Regions from separate parts of the Mus musculus genome. Here all the other regions are linked to region 1. Evidence: chromatin contacts called from public HiChIP or PLAC-seq and capture Hi-C data. All regions are on one chromosome and are shown on one strand. Each heading gives the region's core, a stretch centred on a gene start, on an enhancer-like site or on the middle of the called end of the contact. The rest is flanking DNA. Distances are from core to core; before and after follow the strand shown.

Region 1 (4,221 bases), core at 820-3,319:
CCATTTGAGACAGGATCTTGCTACATGGCCCAAGCAGGTGTCTAACCTGTGATCACACTACCTCCATTTCTTAGGCTGCTCTCTTTGTTGATGTCCCAGAAGTACTGGCTTTCTAAACCAAAGACTCTCATTATTGACTGCTCCTGCTATGGCTTTGTGGGTATCTTCAGTAGCATGTCAGTGGCATCATAATCTTGGGGAGATGACACATTGGGACAGGACTGGAAAGTGCAAGCCAATGAGATTTTTGAGAATTAGGCCAGTTCAGGGACGATGGAGATGCCCTTGTGAAATCATGAGGATATGAGTTTGAATTCCCAGTACCCACATAAAAATCTTCATGTGTCTCTAACGCCAACATTGGAAGTAGAGACAGGCAGATCCTAGGAGCCCTCCAGCCATCAAACTTAGCCAAAATAGTAGGTTTCTGGTTCAGAGATCCTGACTGAAAAGAAAAAGGCAGAGAAGACATTCAACATCCTCCTCTGGCTTCTGTATATGTATGCATGAGTCTGCATATCTGTACACTGAGCTGCATGCAAAACACACACACATACAAGCCAAAAACCAACCAAACACAAAGGACTGGCCAGCTAGGTGGCTAACTCTAGGGAAGAAACATATTTCTATATCTAGAGCCCTATTGCAAACATTACTATTTCCAACACATCACTTAACGAGATGACAAAAAAAAAAAAAGGCACAAAGTCAAATATCAAAACTGGAATTCTGGAGATCGTTCTGCCCTCTTTCCAGTTGTGAATAGCCTGGGCTTCACCTGAGCAGGTGTTGAGTGTGAGCTAAAGCACACCCCAGCAACCTTGGTCTGTCCTTCCTGACTCCAACCACACCATTCACGTTCCTTCCAGGAGCTTTTGTGAATATCACCAGAATAAGAACAACATCTGAGGTTGATTTCTAGCCTCCACACACATATGCAACACATGTATACCAGCACATCCAAATTACTGTGACATAGAGAAACACACATGTGCAGGTATCTTGGACTGGGAGACACCAGAGCTATAGCAGGCTATGGCTGCACAAGTATAAAGCTCTTGCAGGGTGGGGCTGTTGGAGCAGATAGAAAGCATCATGATTGCAAGGTCGAGTAGACCAGGGATAGGATAATGAAGAAGAAAGGAACACAAAGGTTACTCTGAGCACAATCATGCTATAGGCCTCTGTCCCATCAATTTGACACCTCTGACTTCTTGTCCATCAAGAAGTGACTGACAAGAGAAAATGTGGTGCATGTATACAATACTTTTATTTAGCCTCAAAGAATAAAATAATATTATTAAGAAAATGGATGGAACTGGATATAACGATAATATAAAAAATAAGGCAGACTTGGAAAGACAAGTATGACACGCCTTTCTTCCTATCAGAGGCTAGGTTTTTAAGAAAGTAGAAATGAAGTTATTTGGCAAGAGGAAGTGTTCAGTGGAAAGGGGAGGGGGAAATGAGGATGGTGGTGGGTATGATCAAAGTGCATAGCATACGCACATGAACGAGCCAAAATGAGACACATTATTTTATATAATGAACATATACTGATTGAAAAAAAATCAAAGGAAGCTATTTTGAGAAGAGAAAAAAAAGAGAGAAATAAAACCCCATTTGGCCGAGTGTAGTAGCACAGGCTTGTGATCCCTGCACTCATAAGAAATGGAGGAGGAAGAGGGAGAGGGGGAGGAGGCAGGGGAAGCGATGCATCTATCTTTAGAAGCATCCTTTCTTCCTTCACCTCTCTCAGTTTTGTTCGGTTTCCTCAGATGCTTAGGTATATTTTGAGAACAAGCATTAATTCTCTGAAACTCATATATTAATACACGATCCACAAACTATGTCTTTCTCTTCATCATTCTCTGCTCCTTACAGTTTTAATATGAAGTATCCCCCCACAGACTCATTTCATTGAAGGTTTGGTCCTCAGTACCCTGTTGAGACCTTCGGCTTTCAGGCTGTGGCTACATCATGAGGAAGCTAGTTTCAGCTTCCTCTTCATCTTCTGGTGCATTCATAGTTGAATGAACTCGTGAGAGGGGATAGAAGGCACAGGGGGTGGAGCAAGTTTCAGGAAGTAGGTCATTGGGGGTGTAACCTCGAAAGAATACATCGCTGTCTCTTCCCTACAACTTGGCTTGTGTGAGATTACCTTACCTCCTTCTCAGTACAAACCACCAGCATTATTCCAGCTCATGTGAGGTCAGGGCAAAACCCAGGTTGCTGAGTTTCCCTGTCCAAGTTTTGTAAAAGAGATAAACAGGGCTGATCATGACTCCACAGATGCAGAAGAGCTGGTAGGCTCAACTACGAGCCACTGTACCAAGATGACAGCTCTAATTGTCAAGTGAACTAATCATGGCCCTAGAAACTTCACACTGGGGCCTCAGTGAATGATGAATCCCAGTCCCCTCCATCCTCCACCAAGAAGTACAGTTCACAGGTGACACCCTTATGTGCAAGTCAAGTCTTCATTCAGAGGATTGGAAAGACAGCTAAACCAAAACAGAGACCAAGATAAAGGGGAGGGAAAAAAAAAAAAAAGAGTATCTGTGTGGGATTGTGAAGGTTGAGTGGTGAGCAGGAAGTGGAGTTCAAAAGAGGGACTAATGGCTCACAAAGGCAGCAAGAAGTGGGAAGGAGCAATTAATTGGATCAGTCTGTGAAGGTTCAAAACAGTCTTCTAGCGTGACGACGTAATATCCTGATTCCCAAGTCAGGATCCCCAAGTCCTCCATATGACTAATAATTAAAGCCAGCTCCTGGGAAATAAATTCTTTAATTTGTATATTCTAAGTGGGGACAGCAGATATCCCTTTGACCTTATTCAAAATTGTCTTTTGGAAGGTAAATGCCTAAGACTCTCAAAAAAACAAAAATATTTAGAAGTACACTGTAGAATAATAAGGAGGATCTCGAGGAGGTTGGGAAAAAAGGACAGGAATCAGCCTGTAGCCCCAGAGACTGAGCATCATCCCCACAGCCCACCCTTCACTTCTGAAAACCCAGGTGCTCACCAGTGTACACCCCAGGGATTCCTGCTAAGGAAACTGCCAGATCTTCTATTTGCTTTCTGTATTTTGCTAATGAACTTTCCATCTGAAGGCCCACGGGTACAGATACCCATTCCACCAGAAAGCTTAGCAGAAGTAGAGTAGCCAGGAGCACGGCAGCAAGCAGAGGTGACAAGCATAGCATCCTTCAGGATCTCAGAGCAGAAAAAGACTGTTCGGCAGTTGTCCCCATCCACCAAGACCTGGACACAAATCCCAGGCCACATAAGGAACCATGATCCTGTGTCTGTCAAAACGGTCACCATGACAACCATGTAAAATATTGAAGGTGATTTTTTTTAGATTAAATTTTTAAGATGATTTCTTTTTTTTGAGATTATAATATAATTACGTAATTTCTCACTTCCCTTTCCTCCCACCAAACCCTACATACCTCTTCTTGCTCTTTGCCAAATTCATGGACTCTCTTTTTCATCAATTGTTGTTACATATGTATATACACATAAATACATAAGTGTATCCTTTTCAGACTATTTGCTACTTGTATGTAAGTTTTCAGGACTGACCGTTTGGTGTTAGATGCTCTAATGGGGAAGACTATTTCTCCTCTTCTCACTTAGTTGCTTGCAGTTCTCTGCGTAGACAGAGATCATTAGAGAGAACTGTAACCAATCAAGATGCAGAGTTGTAGATCCAAGCTGCAAGTGATACATCCACAAAACAACTCCCATGCCTAAGGCTCAGGGATTATTCTAGAAGAATATGCAAAAAGACTGTAAGACCCAGAGGGGCAGAGAGTTTGCTGAGAGATTGTGTCTCCTAGAAGACTGCCTAAGCATGAGCTGAACAGAGATAACAACATGCATCCAAACATGAACAGTGGAATGCTCAGGAGTCTTTAATCTGCACAAAGAAGCCCATGCAGTTCTTGAACTAGGTGATAGACTTGCCCCATTTGAGAGGCATATGTTATTTAAGAGTTTTAAAAGTTGACTTAGTTGGTAACATAATGAGTTTTATAGAAGATTTTCATGGGTACATCATTAAATGTTCCCCATTTTTAAGCCCTCACTGCCCTGCTCCTCTAAATCATTCAGGTTCTGTAACTAATAATAAAATGAACTAGAAAAGACAGTGCCATGTTGGCATTGGCAGTTGAGACATTAAAGGGACAGCTTGTAGTGGGGAGTGAATCTAA
Region 2 (4,221 bases), core at 1,056-3,555, 450 kb before region 1:
TCTTGCTTCTGCTCAAAGGCAAGTGAAGGATGAGGACAGTGTAAGGCTTTATAGTAAGACCGTGGTTATGAGGATTGGAGCTGTGCAAAGCAGCTGAGGGAGTAGCAATGAAGCTTCCAGAATGGCACATGGGAGACTCCAGACTGTACAGCAGAAGAAAGCAGCTAGCAGGGGCTGAGCCAGCTCAGCAGAGCAGAGCTGAGGTCCTGAGTAAGTACTTCTGAAATCCAGGGGATGTCTTTAGACCACGAAGATATTAAGGGGTTTGTGGTACCCATTCCAAAATGAACACAGTGCTGGTAAGAAGCATGGAGTTTGATGAGGAGAAAGGAGTGCATAAAATGAATACTTTTCCTCTGTACTGCCAGTGGAGAGCCAGAAAGGCCTGCACACTGAGTATGAATCCAAAGAAAACAACTCACAGAAAAGGGGGGGTCTCCCTTCGGAGCTGTGTTAGCACATAGATTGCTATGAAAGCTTGTTCATACAAGTAAAAATCTGATGGATGCACATAGTTAGATGTGTGTGTGTGAGAGACAGAGAGAGAGAGGTGATATATTTTATAACAGATGCTATTAGAGTTTTAAGTCTGATTTTCTTGCTTCCATTAGCTAATATAACTGGTCAAAGATTCTTAGGGGAAGGTCAGAAATAATCTTGAAGCTCACTACAAGATATAGCAGCTAATAGAGATGCAGAGGGGCATCCAACAAGGTTGAGAACCCCTTGATGGCTGGATGGGAAGAGGGATGGATGAAAATGATTGATGGTTCTCAAATATAGATAAAGAGGAGGTGTATGGGTTTTCTTGTTGTTGTGACCAAGCACACTGCAAAAACAACCTTAGGGAGAAAGGATTGGCTCACAGTTGAAGACTGCAGTCCACATGGAGGGGAAGGCATGGTACCTCCAGACCCACAGTGGCAAAACTATAACTCCTGAAGGTTCAACAACCTGCCAAAAGAGTGCCACTACTTGGGGGACTTTTCATATTCAAGCCACAATGTGTTTAACATGAATTCAACACGATCCAGTAGTACAAGACTGAAAGAAATAAAATAAAATGGAGATGAGCTAAAAGGGAAACTCACTGGAAAACAGGGAATGAGGCAAAGAAGCTCGTTGTACACCAAAGACAGTCTAAGACTGTGTGAGCACTGGGTCCAGTTCATATTCAAGAAAGAGAATCTCACAGCCCCCAGGCCCCACCTAGTTTCCCTCCGTCTTCTCCAGACACCGTGTCCACAACAGTACAGGCAAAGGTGTCTCCTCCATAGTCAGCTTCTGCATACTCCCTTTCCACCACACAGAGAAATAAAATGTATGTCTAATTGGCTTTCTAATAACGCTAATTAGCTCAGGCCTTTGTGATCCATAAAGAACAGAGGGTGCTTCCATCTTCCTATCACACTGCTGGGGCTGCTGGGGCTGCTGGGGCTGCTGGGGCTGCTGGGGCTGCTGGGGCTGCTGGGGCTGCTGGGGCTGCTGGGGCTGAGCCTCACGCTGCTCCTTGCTGTCTTAGAAGAGACTTTGAAACTGCTTCAGTGAAAAATCTCTATTTTGCTACTGCATATTCAAACCCAAGGTGTTAAGCAGTGAAAGCGGTTATGACAGAGTTCTAAGGGATGTTCTAGAAGGAAGGGCTATATTAAAACAGGAAGCAGTCTCTAGAATAGCATGGAGTTGTAATAATTGGACAGCATTGGCCATTTCTACCCATCTTTGTACTGTCCAGCTCTGGGAGGAACCAAAGAGAAAGTCTGCTTTTGTCTGTATCTGAAATGTCTCTGGGCCCATGGATTGAAGGTTAGATCACCCCTTGAGAGGTGGTCAGAAATGAAGATGAGAAAAGTAGTAGGAAGTCTTCTAGCTGTTAGGGGTGCACCCTTTAAGGAAAATATAGGGCCTCTGCCCTTTATCTTGTTCATTTCCTGGCCACACAGGGAGCTGATCTGCTCTTGGTACTTTCCAAGCTACAGCTCTGAAGCAACAAGACAAAGTGATCAGGCACAGAAGCCAACAAAACCGGGCCATACATGAACATGGCAAGCACCTGAGATAGTAAGAGAAAGCCCTTCTACAGTGCCACAAAGGGGCCAATGAGTTTTCGAACAGAGGAAACAGGGACTTCTGTGGAACCCAGCAGGCTTTTCCACCAGAAACATTACTGCAAACACCATATTGAAGAGACTCGGGTGCAAGGACGAGGACTCAAAGAGTCCAGTGTCACGTACTTACAGTAGGCACCAAGCCAGCTCCCTCACTTAACTTTAGACAAATCACTCCCTGGTCCTCAAGTCCTGCCATTAAATAAACAGAATGGCGCTTTACAGTTTGTATGAATACTCCCTGTGAAGCAGCCGAGACAGGTTTCCTCTGCTCCTGCCTTTACCTGGGCTAGGAAATGGCCCATGTTATCCCCACAGTAGTTTCTGTAACACAGTATTTCCTTAAAGCTATTCTAGGGCTGCCCACTTCCCATTTCCTGTCTAAGGTCAGGAAGTGTTCTTAAAGAAATAGCAGTGATCACATCTTGTGACATGCTTGTTGTGATTCAAAATAACCAGTGTTTAGAAACCATGTATTTACGACTTAGCAACAAAATAAGTCTTTGTTGTATATAAATAAACAGTTCTGGAAGAGGATATGGTACAGTTTGTATGAGTGTGTGTGTGTGTGTGTGTGTGTTAACCTATAATTCCAATATGCTACAATGCAGAGAATCTCTGAATTGTAAGGAAGAACTGACATAGAGCTGTGGTATTGGGGCCAGCCACTCATATCAGGGGCAGCATGGAGTTTAAGAAAAGAATGATGAGCTAAAAAATAAAAGATAGGCATATTATGAAATACTAATTTTATTTAAAAGGAAGGTCCTATACATATTGTGAGATGATTGAGAAGTGAGAAACCAATCTGGGAATCTAAAAGAAAAACAATCCCCCATGGATAGAACACATCTGGGGCTGGGAACATGAGAAACTGAGAAAATAAGACATTTTTGTTACTAAAATCTTAGGTTCCCAGGAGTGAAGAGATAAGCGGGAGAGCTGGTGGTGGGGAGGTAAGGTTCTCCACAGTTCCAGCAGGAAATTACTTTAGGCTAAACTAGAGACACTGCGGGAAGTGAGAAAGAAAACGCTCTGTTTGTGGGATTGCTGTTCAGGAAGTGGAGTGGGGAGCCCCTTGGGAATGAACAGGGACTGAGGAGGAAGTGTAATAATGGATGATTGCTGCTCCTGAGCCTGGGAAGAGGGGAGGTGCTACTGACAGCTGAGAAGGGATCAGAGGAAACAAACAGGGTTCACATTTAGGTTGTTTGTTTGATAGATGTTTGGACTGTTTATGTGACAATAAATAATCAAAAGCGAAGCTTTGAGGGATGGCACTTCTAGGAAGCAAGAGGCTGAGGGGATAGCTGCCAGTTGACTCTGACTGCTCCATCAGCTCTGAAGAAATGCCTTCAGTGTGTCCCCCACATCGGGTCTTCTGCATATGTCCAGGCTGATCAGAGCTTTTGGATGATTCGTGAAGCTTGGGGCATCTGTTGATTCTAACGTCATGGAATGAGGGGAGGGGCTGGGAGTGTGGGTCAGTAGATAGAGTGTATGCAGGAAGCCCTGGGGTTCCACCCCCAGCACCCCACCAATCCCCTAGCATGGTGGTGAACAACACCTGTGGTCCCAACCCTCAGAAGGGGGAGGTATGATGATCACCAGCTGAGTCACTGTTGGTTACATGCTGAGTTCTAGGCCACCTGGGGTACATCAGACTCCATCTAAATTTTGGTTTTTGAAAGAATGAATCTTTGTGATTTTGGAGATGAGGAGGGAAGAGAAGTGCTGCGGAGAAGTGAAGAACAGATGCCAGAATCTCCACAGTAGAGGAAACACAGCTGTATGAAAATAGCTATTCTGTCTGTCAGAGTGGACAAGAGTGACTTTGAAAGTACAGAGGGAGTACCAAGTGTACAGCAGTCTCAGGTGAGGAGAGTAAGTAAATACGTGCCATAGCCAGACACTGGGAGCTTCTGGGGACACACAGCCAAGGTCTGCAGTGAGGTCAGAAGGGGCCACCCACACTTTCCCAGGGAAACAAAAGCAGCTAAAGCCAGAAGCACACTTGAAGCATCCACACAGAGGGAAGCTGTTGACTAGGGCTGCTGATCCAGCACTATAGCTAAGAGGTCTGGGCTGAGCTCTGAAAGGCAATCTAGCCATG
Region 3 (4,221 bases), core at 710-3,209, 420 kb before region 1:
AAATGCACCATCTCTGACACACTGTGGACGTATGTTTTATCAGTTCAATTATTTTAATGATAAATTTCCTTTAGAAACTGGAAGGATCTGTTGACAGACAAAACCAGAAGCTCACAATGGACTATTTAGACTTGCAAATGATGGAACATTTAATTATTCCAAAGTAGCATCCCCCAGTTAGGGTATGATCATTGAATCCATCATCCTTCAGTTTATACACAGGACACATTTATCACGTCTCTCCTAGACAGGAGCCAGTCAGCTAAATATAGATTTGGGGACCATGCATTTCAGCTGCATGTTTCATCGAAGGCCTGGAATTTCATTCCTTTCCCGTAACACAGATAAAATGTTTATAAACGATGTGATAAGACTATAAGAGAAAGCAGAGTTCAATGGAGCTCCAGAGTGAGATAGACATGGGCTCTGTGGAAGACCCTGCTCCTACAGGAGAAGAGTGAGAAGCAATATATCAACAATGCCATTCCAGGGGACAGTTTATGTTCTATACCTGTGGTTTTTAAGGATGAGTGAGAGCTGGAGGTGTGGTTCCATAATAGAGCTCATTCTTTGCATGTTTCAAATCCTAACACCAAAACAACCATAGTAACTGTACAAAGGTGGTTTGGGTACTCTGCATTTGTTTGCAAGTTAGTTTTTATTTAGACCCAAGACACAGTTAGCATGACCAAGAAATACTTGAATTCTTGCTGCTAGTCTTCAAATACTACAAAACAAATGTATAATTCATTGCCTTATTTTTGTAAATTGTTCTTTTGAGGTAAGATCAAGGTTGGACTTAGACTCCATAGAAAGATGGGTGTGACCTTGAACTTCTGATCTTCCTGTCACTTCTTGAGTGCTTAGAATATAGATGTGGGCCTCCATATCTTATTTATGCAGTGTTAGGGATAGAACCAAAGGGCTTCATCCATGTTAGGCAAGGACTCCTGTTTCTGTGTGTGTGTGTGTGTGTGTGTGTGTGTGTGTGTGTGTGTGTGTGTGGTAGGGAGGGTTAGTCTGTCTGTCTATGTATCTATCATCAATCATCTATCCATCTATCTACCTAGCTGCTTTTTTCAAAGATGCAATCAATTAGTCTGCTAAGAAGAATCCTGATCCTTTAAAACCAGAAAAACTAAGCTGCTCTTACTGACTCCCATCCCTCAAGTCCTCTTCTTGGAGTCTTATCTCTTTCATATCTGAGGGCAGCTAAATGTGATGAATGACCAAGAAAAGAGAATGTTTGAGTTGTAAAGTAGAGGAGTTGGCATTACAGAAGTCAGTTGTTTTTTTGCCATACCTGTACTGTAGAGATGGGCCAATCACAGGTCTGTGGGACTTTGTTCTGGATTTATGTGACTGATAGGCATCCTTGCTAGCAGCTGGCTATCTTCTTGGCTTGCCCTTGCCATCCTAGAAGAAGAGCCTTAGTTCATTATTTTTGATAGAAATAATAAAAAAAAAAAACATGCAAGTTGCTCATTATTGTCATGGAATAATGAAAAACGTAGCTTTGTTCTTACAAAGGAAATGAAATTAACATAAGATAGATGGCATATCATTGTGATTTAACTGCCTGATTCCTAAACAAAGGACATGGGAGAATAACAAGGGAGCAGTTAGTGACACAGTCACCCACCCATTTTCTCTTGGAGGATCTGGTGAAGCAGGCTTGATGAGAGGTGGTTGGAGAGTAAACTAGGAAATCAGAGAAATGCCAGGAGAATCACAATTACTCAGTGCCTTCTATGAGCAGCTCTGGAGGCCAGTGGTATCAACTGTGTAAATATCGCCATGTATAACATACCAAAATTCTCATTGCTTTCATGGATCTTTTGCACAAATATGAAATGCAGAATTAACTCCAGTAGCTGTGATTTCCTATAGCAATATGGACACAGATCTTCCCTGGGAAGGGACACTGTTTCTGTGGAAACTGCTACCTTGGGACTCTTTCTTCTCTAGAAGAGAGTGTGATGCCTCTGCTGCACTTAAAGCTTGTCTTCTGCGTTCTCTGTGCTGCCGAGTTAAAACATATTATAAACATGTTCTCCCAAGCTTAACCTTTAAGTTTTCCCTGCACACAGAATTTTGAAATATGGGACCTTACAACGTTCAGCATTTTGTACAGTAAAAGCAATGAACGGGAGCTGGACAGTGACAAGGCACTTTAGAAAAAGAAGAAGTAAAGGAGGCAGGGTGCTGCACTCAGGGCTACAGTCACCAAGGAAAGCCTGCCCCAGGCAAATGGTTTCTTTCTCTGAAAATGTCTGGTGGTGGCAACTTGCTTGTGTTTTTCTTATAAAACACCACCTTCCATTTCTCACCAGTTCCAGACCACCCCTTCTATCGACTCCAGTTCTCAACTACCTGGTACTTTTCCTGAGAATGTTTTCACAATATCCCTCTCAATTTCCACACCTCGTTCCTTTCCTCGTGTTGTTCTTCGATCCACGAATTCTGGAGGACCACAGTGAAGGAAACAGTGATCACGAGCAGTGGGCAGATCTATCCGAATGCACTTTGATATTTTCTGTTTTCATTTCTCCTCCGCCTCGCTGGCTTTTTCTTCCATGTTCCTTTTCAATTGTCTACCTCCCAAAGTAGGGCAGCGATAGGCAGAAGTAAAACTGGCAGAGCCGCTCGACCCAGCATCCCCTCCCCACACGGCCCATGTTTGTAGGAAGCAGGCAATTGAAAATAGATTAGGCAAAGGGATTCTGGAAATGGAGGGACAAATTGCTGCCATGATTTACCATCTCAGCGTCAGCCACATAGAAGGTCATAGTGGAAACCTGGGCCTCTGGCCACTGATGGTTCCAGGAGCCAAAAGTGAGGAAAGTGACCGAGGAGTGTGCTCAAGACCTAGGGTGGTCAGCCCTGGGAACTTGTCAGAGGCAGAGACCCTGAGGTTGCTGAGGTCATCGAGGGCTGTAAAATGAAGCCAAAAAGACCAATCTGAGGGGCTCTGTTCTACCCCGGTTTTTAAACAGAAAACCTTTACAGCCGGGAGAAGGTGATTTATGAAGGACCTAATCTTTGCCACTTCTAAGACATTGCTTTTGGCTTCAAAGGGATAGAAAGGAAGACTTTAACATCCCATAAATGTGTATGTGTTCCCTAGCTTCTATTAAGTGAGGATGGTTTCCTGTATCTCAAAGAATATTGTTTCTCTTCTTCTTAGACATATACCATACACATATACATACACATCACACACACACACACACACATGTTTATTTTAAAACTGAATCTAAAGAGTTTCCAAAACAGGAAACAGACCCTGGCCTTGTTTATGTCAGATGATCTGAAAAACAAAGAAAAGAAAAGATAAGAAAAAAAATAGCTGATACATGATAAACAAGAGAAAATAAGCCTTAAAAAAGACATGGGAACTGTGTAAACACTGATGGATCCTCCAGAGTCCTTAGTTTCAGAGCAGTTTTAAACCACGGAACATGGACAGTTTGTAGGTACCAACTTATGGTTTACAGTGACTCTGTGCTTGTACCTTCTGGGCACAGGGATAAACACAGGCCTCCAATCTAAATCTGAAGTTTACAGCATAGAAAACTTTTGTTTATAGATTACAATCAAATCAAAAGAGAGTTGAGTAATTGTTAACCTGTAATGAGCTTTCTCTCCTGAAAAAGACAATAAAGCCAACAAGAATGGCTTTCAACTCAGCCCAGAGATAAGAGGTCTTGTCAGTGTCTGCAGAGATTGTTAAAATAGAGCAGGAACGTTAAAAGAAAACAGTTAACTATTTGATCTGGGTTTACTTTTGGCCAACATTTAATGATGCTATAAATTTTGAGTTAATAAATATAAGTTCTTACCATAAATATTTTAGAGCTATTCATAGAATAGTCTTCAGATTCATATTTTAAAACATTTCTTGTTTTCATCAGACTAACTCATAATTACACACAGAATCACATCTGGCTCAGATAAAATGGAATAAATTAAACTTTCCCTCTTTCCTAAAACAGTCTCTACTCCATTCAGGCTGTTATAGAAAAATAATGTAGGCTTGGCAGTTTATAAACAGCAGAAATGTACTGGCCTCATTTCCGGAAGCTGGGAAATCCAAGGTCGGACACCAGGAGGCCTGGCATACAGTGAGTGAGTTCCCATACTCTGAAGATTTTCTGTGTTCTCTCATACAGGGAAAAAGGCGAGCAAACACCCTTAGACAGTGTTATAAAAGTATGAATC

Evidence for each region. HiChIP or PLAC-seq counts read pairs in DNA pulled down with a chosen protein or histone mark. Capture Hi-C pulls out chosen DNA fragments and counts their contacts.
Region 2: a contact with region 1 is called in an H3K27ac HiChIP or PLAC-seq map of microglia, with 6 times the contacts expected there. The contact joins two enhancer-like sites.
Region 3: a contact with region 1 is called in a capture Hi-C map of bone marrow-derived macrophages, with 10 times the contacts expected there. The contact joins two enhancer-like sites.

The regions. Positions count from the first base shown.
Region 1 is chr8:127,812,814-127,817,034 of GRCm38.p6, reverse strand. No RefSeq gene overlaps it. Among named protein-coding and RNA genes, the nearest start is that of Gm32590, 9.2 kb to the right of the region's middle. Within about 2 kb of position 2,069, at least 47 of the 459 cell types and tissues checked have an H3K27ac peak or open chromatin away from gene starts, as enhancers often do. A contact at or near this core is called in bone marrow-derived macrophages and microglia, where this site is marked.
Region 2 is chr8:128,266,440-128,270,660 of GRCm38.p6, reverse strand. The region is part of intron 1 of A930035F09Rik (a long non-coding RNA gene); the gene reads left to right. Among named protein-coding and RNA genes, the nearest start is that of Mir21c, 9.7 kb to the left of the region's middle. Within about 2 kb of position 2,305, at least 28 of the 459 cell types and tissues checked have an H3K27ac peak or open chromatin away from gene starts, as enhancers often do. A contact at or near this core is called in microglia, where this site is marked.
Region 3 is chr8:128,233,694-128,237,914 of GRCm38.p6, reverse strand. The region is part of intron 1 of A930035F09Rik (a long non-coding RNA gene); the gene reads left to right. Among named protein-coding and RNA genes, the nearest start is that of Mir21c, 42 kb to the left of the region's middle. Within about 2 kb of position 1,959, at least 33 of the 459 cell types and tissues checked have an H3K27ac peak or open chromatin away from gene starts, as enhancers often do. A contact at or near this core is called in bone marrow-derived macrophages, where this site is marked.